2 separate regions of the Mus musculus genome follow, and region 1 is linked to region 2. The links are chromatin contacts, called in public HiChIP or PLAC-seq maps. All regions are on one chromosome and are shown on one strand. Each heading gives the region's core, a stretch centred on a gene start, on an enhancer-like site or on the middle of the called end of the contact. The rest is flanking DNA. Distances are from core to core; before and after follow the strand shown.

Region 1 (3,522 bases), core at 58-2,557, 220 kb before region 2:
GGAGGCCAGCGCCATCTTATAATGGCGATTGCTCGCGTCACGCACGGCTCTCCACAGGGACTAATGGCAACTGATGTGCAGAGCTCTCTGGCCTTGCTGGGCTAGGAATGCCACCCCTAGCCTCAGATGGGCATCCTTACCTTCCAGTCATAATAGACCATAGGTAGCAGGCACTCCTGCCTTCCCTGCCCATCAGTCATGGTGACCCCACACATCTCCAGGTTCTTATCCCTGAGACCATCCTCAGAGCTTGTTCTCCAGATGCACCCTGACTCCTACCTCTCCTTGTAGTGCATCTCTACACTAACTCCATTAGCAATGGCCCTAAGGCGTCCTTGCTCATCAGAACTAACCATACTCCACAGGCCTCCCAGAACACCTCATACATTTGTAATCAGATCTTTGATCACATTCTTCTCCTACTTAACATCTGTTGTCAGGTTCTCATTGCCCTCCCCATGAAATCAATGCGTACCGTGACCTATGGGCTAAGGGCGCCAGAGCTCAAAGCCTTTCTCTTCCCCTTGAGCATTGAGTCTGTTCTTGTCACTCCAGGTTTGGTTTAAATGTGACCTCTTCTAGCAAAACCATCTTTCCCTGTAGTCCCTAGCCCCAGCAACAGCTCAGCTTCCGTTTCCTCATGGCCCATGTCACCTGTTTATTTTAAGGTGCTGAACACTTGTTTATTCTTGTTTCCAGCCAGCTTCTTGTCAATACCAGCTTCTTGAGGCAGAGGCCATATTTCTCCTGTCTGTGGAAGTCTCTGGTGCCTTCAGCCCATCACAGAAAGCTGTGGGATGACCAAGCTGCAAGCTTTCCTACTCTGCTCCTTCCAGAGATACTGCCTCCCGATATGCATCCTTTGTCTGGGGACCCTGCAGAGACACAGAGGAGAAAGCAGTAGGGACACCCAAATAGCACTCACAACATCCATGGCACTGGCCAGGAAGCTCCCAGGGGTGTGGTAGCTGCTGTAGCCACAGGACTGTTTTCTCTCAGCCACAGGGTATACTCCTCGGGGTCAATGTCCACTGATCCCTTAAACACAGCATCCAGGGACAAAGGCAGTGGCCATATCTTTGCTATCACATTGCTTTGTTTCCAGAGCAGGCCCCAGATAGTTCTCAGTTCAGCAAGCTGCCCTTGGTCCAGGATCCAACCTAGGCTCACTGGCCCTACTCACTGGAAAGATGCCATTAACCTGAGTGGAAAATTCCTCAGAACAACAGCACCTGGGTTGCTCAGCCCTACAGCTGCTGCACAGTCACGCTTGGCCAGTCATGCCGAGCCCAGCACACCAGTGAACAGTTGATGTTCAACTGTATGGCATTTGAGATCAGTGCCGCCCCCGGCAAGCTCTGCTGAGGCCCCTCCCACACACACCCCTACCCTTGTTGCCACTGCTACTGACATCATTCTGCACTGCTGCTTTTTAGGGGACATGTAAGTGGAAGGGAGGTTATAGAAAAAATGCTGCAGAAGTCAGTGCCCTTGTAGCCTAAGCCCATGGGCAAGAAGAGAGCTTGTGTTCCCAATGGGCACATGACGCAAAGCTGTTGAGTGTAATGTTACATTTGTACCATCCAATTCACATTGCACACCTTGTTCCTCTTCAATTTCTCTCCACTAATGACCTCTTAGCACACACACACACTTGTGACCAGTCTCATACTCAACAGGTGTGGTGGTTTCAATAAGAATGGCCCCATATTGGCTGGGCAGTGGTGGCACACGCCTTTAATTCCAGCACTTGAGAGGCAGAGGTAGGCGGATCTCTGAGTTCAAAGCCAGCCTGATCTACAGAGTGAGTTCCAGGACAGCCAGGGCTACAGAGAAACCCTGTCTCAAAAACACCAAAAAAAAAAAAAAAAAAAGGCCCCATAGACTCATATGTTTGTGTCATAAAGGGAGTGGAACTGTTTAAAAGGATTAGAAGGATTAGGAATGGTGGCCTTGCTGGAGTATGAGTGACTTTGTTGGAGAAAGTGTGTCACTGGGGTTGTCACTTTGAGGTTGCCAAAGGTCATGCCAGACCCAGGCTCCCTCTTAGCCTGATCAGGATGTAGCTCTCAGCTGCTGCTCCAGAGCCTGCCTGCATGCTACCATGTTCCCCATCATGCTGAGAATGGAGTCAACCTCTGAAACCATAAGCCAGTCCCAATTAAATGCTTTCTTTTATCATAATTGCCTTGGCCATGGCATCTCTTTACAGCAGCCGGACAGAGGATAGTCTAAGCTCCACAAGAGTTAGGATACAGGCAGTGCACCCAGATTACCACAGCATACCTAGAACCCACTGTGTGAAGGAAAGGGCAGCAGACCTTTCCTAGGCTCTGGAGCAGACCACAGACTGACATGAGGCATTCCAGTGCAGTCCTCTGTTCCCAGTCCAGGTGGGTGAGCGTGAGACTGCAAAGCATGGCTGTAACACGAGAGAGGGTGAAGGAGGCCCTGGGCACTGGCAGATGAAGATGCTCTGAGAAACCACACACAGTGCAGTAGGCAGAAGCCAGAGAGCTGTAGGGCAGCCATTCTCAGGAGTCATGTGCCATCTCCATGGAGAGGAGGCCTCCTACACCCAACCTTGAGTGTAGCACCCTGAGGCCAATGGTACTACAGACAGTGACCCCTCTGTATAATAACCACTGTTGGTCCAGCTCTGCTCAGTCTATCCTGGGGGAGGCAGCTGGTCTCAGACTCCCCTATCCTGGTCCTGGCCTCGTGGCTGTGCCGGTTTCTACTTCTGTTCTGTTTCAAAAATAAGACATTTCTCTGTGTAGTCCTGGATGGCCTGGAATTTGCTATGTAGATGAGGCTGGTTTTGAACTCACAAAGATCCACCTGTTCTGCCTCCCAAATACTAATATTAAAAGCATGCACCACACCAGGTGCTCTGCTCTTTGCAGCAACAGTAGGCCCAGTCCAGGCAGTCCTGCCTCACGTGTGAGGAGAACATGGTTTCCCCGTTCCTTGGAGGGCATCTCCCACACCCCATGTTCTCTTCTCTTAACCAACCCTTTCTCTGGGGGTGAAGACATGCAGCACTCACAAGAAAAACAACAGTGATGACCTCCTAGACATTCATCACCCAAGGCTGGCATCAGAAAGTCACCCACCTCCCTACTGTCGCTGAAGTGACCTGAATAGACACAGACATAGCCCCAATGCCATGCTCCAGCCACAGGTCTGGGAACAACTCTTAGGGGCAAGTGGAGTTGAAGTACAGGGTACTGGCTGTGGAATGGGAAGGCACCCCAAGGAGGAAATGGGAAAGGCAGCTACCCAATGTTAACTCTTAGATGAAGTCATACAACTCTGGGCACAGCACCAATTCTTCCATCTTCTCATTGTACACCCATGCCCACTCACGTGAGGGCAGCATTCTGGACTCTGAACTTTGCGGCTTGTAGAGAAGCACAAGTGCCCATCTGAGCGAGATTAGCACTTCTCCCCAGCTTGGGCAGGAACAGGAAGAGTTCCTAGGAGCTAGGGTAGGTTTAGCTTTTTGTCTTCTGATCAACT
Region 2 (3,277 bases), core at 540-3,039:
GACACATGCTCCACTATGTTCATAGCAGCCTTATTTATAATAGCCAGAGTCTGGAAAGAACCCAGATGCCCCTCAACAAAGGAATGGATACAGAAAATGTGGTACATTTACACAATGGAGTACTACTCAGCTATTAAAAAGAATGAATTTATGAAATTCCTAGCCAAATGGATGGACCTGGAGGGCATCATCCTGAGTGAGGTAACCCAATCACAAAGGAACTCACACAATATGTACTCACTGATAAGTGGATATTAGCCCAGAAACTTAGGATACCCAAGATATAAGATACAACTTGCCAAACACATGAAATTCAAGAAGAACAAAGACCAAAGTGTGGACACTACCCTTTTGTAGAAATGGGAACAAAACACCCATGGAAAGAGTTACAGAGATAAAGTTTGGAGCTGTGACGAAAGGATGGACCATCTAGAGACTGCCATATCCAGGGATCCATCCCATAATCAGCTTCTAAACGTTGACACCATTGCATACACTAGCAAGATTTTGCTGAAAAGACCCAGATAGAGCTGTCTCTTGTGAGACTATGCCGGGGCCTAGCAAACACAGAAGTGGATGCTCACAGTCAGCTATTGGATGGATCACAGGGCCCCCAATGGAGGAGCTAGAGAAAGTACCCAAGGAGCTAAAGGGATCTGCAACCCTATAGGTGGAACAACAATATGAACTAACCAGTACCTCGGAGCTCTTGTCTCTAGCTGCATATGTATCAAGAGATGGCCTAGTTGGCCATCACTGGAAAGAGAGGCCCATTGGACTTGCAAACTTTATATGCCCCAGTACAGGAAAACGCCAGGGCCAAAAGGGGGGAGTGGTTGGTTAGGGGAGTGGGTGTGGATGGGTATGGGGGACTTTTGGGATAGCATTGGAAATGTAAATGAGGAAGATACCTAATAAAAATTAAAAAAAATCTCTGTCCAATCTATATGCCCAGCCCTCTAGACAAAGGAAAATTTTTCAAGCTTTTTGACCCAAAGCTTCTGCTATGACTCAAAGCAAGATACCTGCTAGCTGCTTTTTCTATAATGTGGATTTCCATACACATTATAAATAGTGGTAATAATAATATATCTAAAACTTTTATCTCTTCTTGTAAACAGAATATTCATATATGCTTTAGATCCAAGGGAGTCATAGACTTGGGTCTACCTCTTACTGTCAAATAAGTACTGCTTGTGTTCCCTGCCCCGCTGCTTACCTCTGAGCCTGTGGTCTCTCTCTCCCCTGGTCTCTGGACTCCTCCCCTCTCACAAATACCAGGACTATGGGCCTGAAAGGTCCAAATGTATAATTTTCCTTTAAGTTCCTAAACTTAACCTTCTGCTCCTAGTCTAGAGACTGGCAGACACCATCCAGAAACCAGCTACAGACTACAAACTTCCAAATGGCTGTGTGCCCTGGACATACTGAAAGCTGATGTAAACCAGTCCAGCCAATGCGATTGTGCCCTGTCTCCAGCTGGGTCAGCAAACAGATGCTTCTGCTGAACCCCCATTGCTTGATCCCTCTCCCCAGCTTTTGGCTAGCATTCCAGCTTTCTTAGGCCCTGACAGCCACACCTTCATTTCAGTAGGAAGCAGTTATGGAAGAGAGCATGTTGCTTTTATCTTCTACAAAACCCGGTTAGTTATCAATAATTAACACAAAAGGGAAAAATGAAGGGAACAGGGAACCAGGGCAAGAAAACCCTGCCCCTGACTTGACCAAGACTGAGATCATGGCCGAAGGACCTGACTCTGTCTTGACCCAAACACAGCTTGAGACTTGGAAATCCCTGCCCCTATGACTCAGCTTTCATGGCCAAACAATACTTCTGTCTGTGCTGTACTTCTGCCCTGGCTCACTGTGAATGCCTCCCCACCCCTCTACCCCCACAAAATCTTATTCCTCCCACAACCCTCTGCTGTCTCTCTTCCCATTTAGATGTGGTTGCAACCTCGTGATTCTCCTCAACCAATCTCTTGTGTGAGGTTTGTTGTGTGGTGTGACTTTGTGGTACTTCTTGGTTCCTAATCACCAAGACACCTTTGTAAATCTTATGGCTCTGAAGGGGGAAAAGACTTCCCCAAATGAGGCTTTTGCAGCTCTAAGGGAAACGCTTCCCAGATGGAAGTGTTACAGCTCTAAGGGAGAAGGTTTTCCCAATGGAGGTTTTGTAGATCCGAGGGAAAGGTTTCCCCAGTGGAGGTACTGCAGCTCTGAGATGGGAGAATTCCCCAGTTACAGTTCTAAAAGGAAATGTATCCTGGTACATTGGAGCCAAGGAAAGCCACAAGGTCACACCACACAACAACCCTAACACAAGAGATTTTTTGGGAAAGACACAAGGAGATAGCTGCTCCTGCTTGGTCAAGCAGCAGAGAACTGGGGAGAAGATAGGTGTACATGGGGGTTTTCAGGGGAGGAGTGTTTGGGATGAAGATTTCTAGGGTGGGGATTAGTGATATTTCAGCTCCTGAGCTTGGAGCAAGCTCAGGGATTGGTGGGTGGAGTGTTCTGAGTGAAAATGGCCCCCATAGACTCAGAGGAAGTGATATTATTGGAGGTGTGCCCTTTTGGAGGAAGTGTGTCACTGGGGGTAGGCTTTGAGGTTTCAGAAGCTCCAGCCAGGCCTAGTTTGACTCTTTTCCTGCTGTCTTTGGATCCAGATGTAGAAGTCTCAGCCACTTCTCCAGTACCATGATGACATAGACTGCTGTAGGCCTAACCCTGGCATCTGTTGTTTTGCTCTTAAACCTGTGTGTGTGTGTGTGTGTGTGTGTACGCACGCTACTTTGTGTATAAACCTACAAAGTAACAGGTCTCCTTGTGCCTTTTTTTTTAATAGCTCTGAGTTTTTCGTTGGTGCCTACTCCTCCTCTCCTTAATCTTCCTGTTCTCCCTCCCTACCTAAGCCCTTCCACCTTAGCTTTGCCCTTTTCGCTGTTACCCATGTTTTGGTACTGTCCCTAATGTTCTCCCCATAGCTTCTTTCTCCCCCTCACATCTGGGTTGGTTCTAGTTTCTTGGCATCTATACTCCATCACCTTCATGTAGGTGCTATCTATAAAAAGGAGAAGCTAAGCCGGGTATGGTGGCGCACGCCTTTAATCCCAGCACTTGGGAGGCAGAGGCAGGTAGATTTCTGAGTTCGAGGCCAGCCTGATCTTCAGGGTGAGTTCCAGGACAGCCAGGGCTATACAGAGAAACCCTGTCTTGAAAAAACAAAAAAGCAAAACAAAACAAAACAAAAAAAGAAGATAAGATTCACAGGAAA

The links. HiChIP or PLAC-seq counts read pairs in DNA pulled down with a chosen protein or histone mark.
Region 1: a FOXA1 HiChIP or PLAC-seq map of pancreatic cancer cells shows a contact between it and region 2. The contact joins two enhancer-like sites. A contact is called at or near these places in 1 of 115 datasets of contacts at active chromatin or transcription factors (pancreatic cancer cells) and 2 of 9 other capture datasets (liver and pancreatic islet).

The regions. Positions count from the first base shown.
Region 1 is chr16:4,027,261-4,030,782 of GRCm38.p6, reverse strand. No RefSeq gene overlaps it. Among named protein-coding and RNA genes, the nearest start is that of Dnase1, 8.0 kb to the left of the region's middle. Within about 2 kb of position 1,307, at least 36 of the 459 cell types and tissues checked have an H3K27ac peak or open chromatin away from gene starts, as enhancers often do. A contact at or near this core is called in pancreatic cancer cells, where this site is marked.
Region 2 is chr16:3,806,668-3,809,944 of GRCm38.p6, reverse strand. No RefSeq gene overlaps it. Among named protein-coding and RNA genes, the nearest start is that of Olfr15, 31 kb to the left of the region's middle. Within about 2 kb of position 1,789, at least 12 of the 459 cell types and tissues checked have an H3K27ac peak or open chromatin away from gene starts, as enhancers often do. A contact at or near this core is called in pancreatic cancer cells, where this site is marked.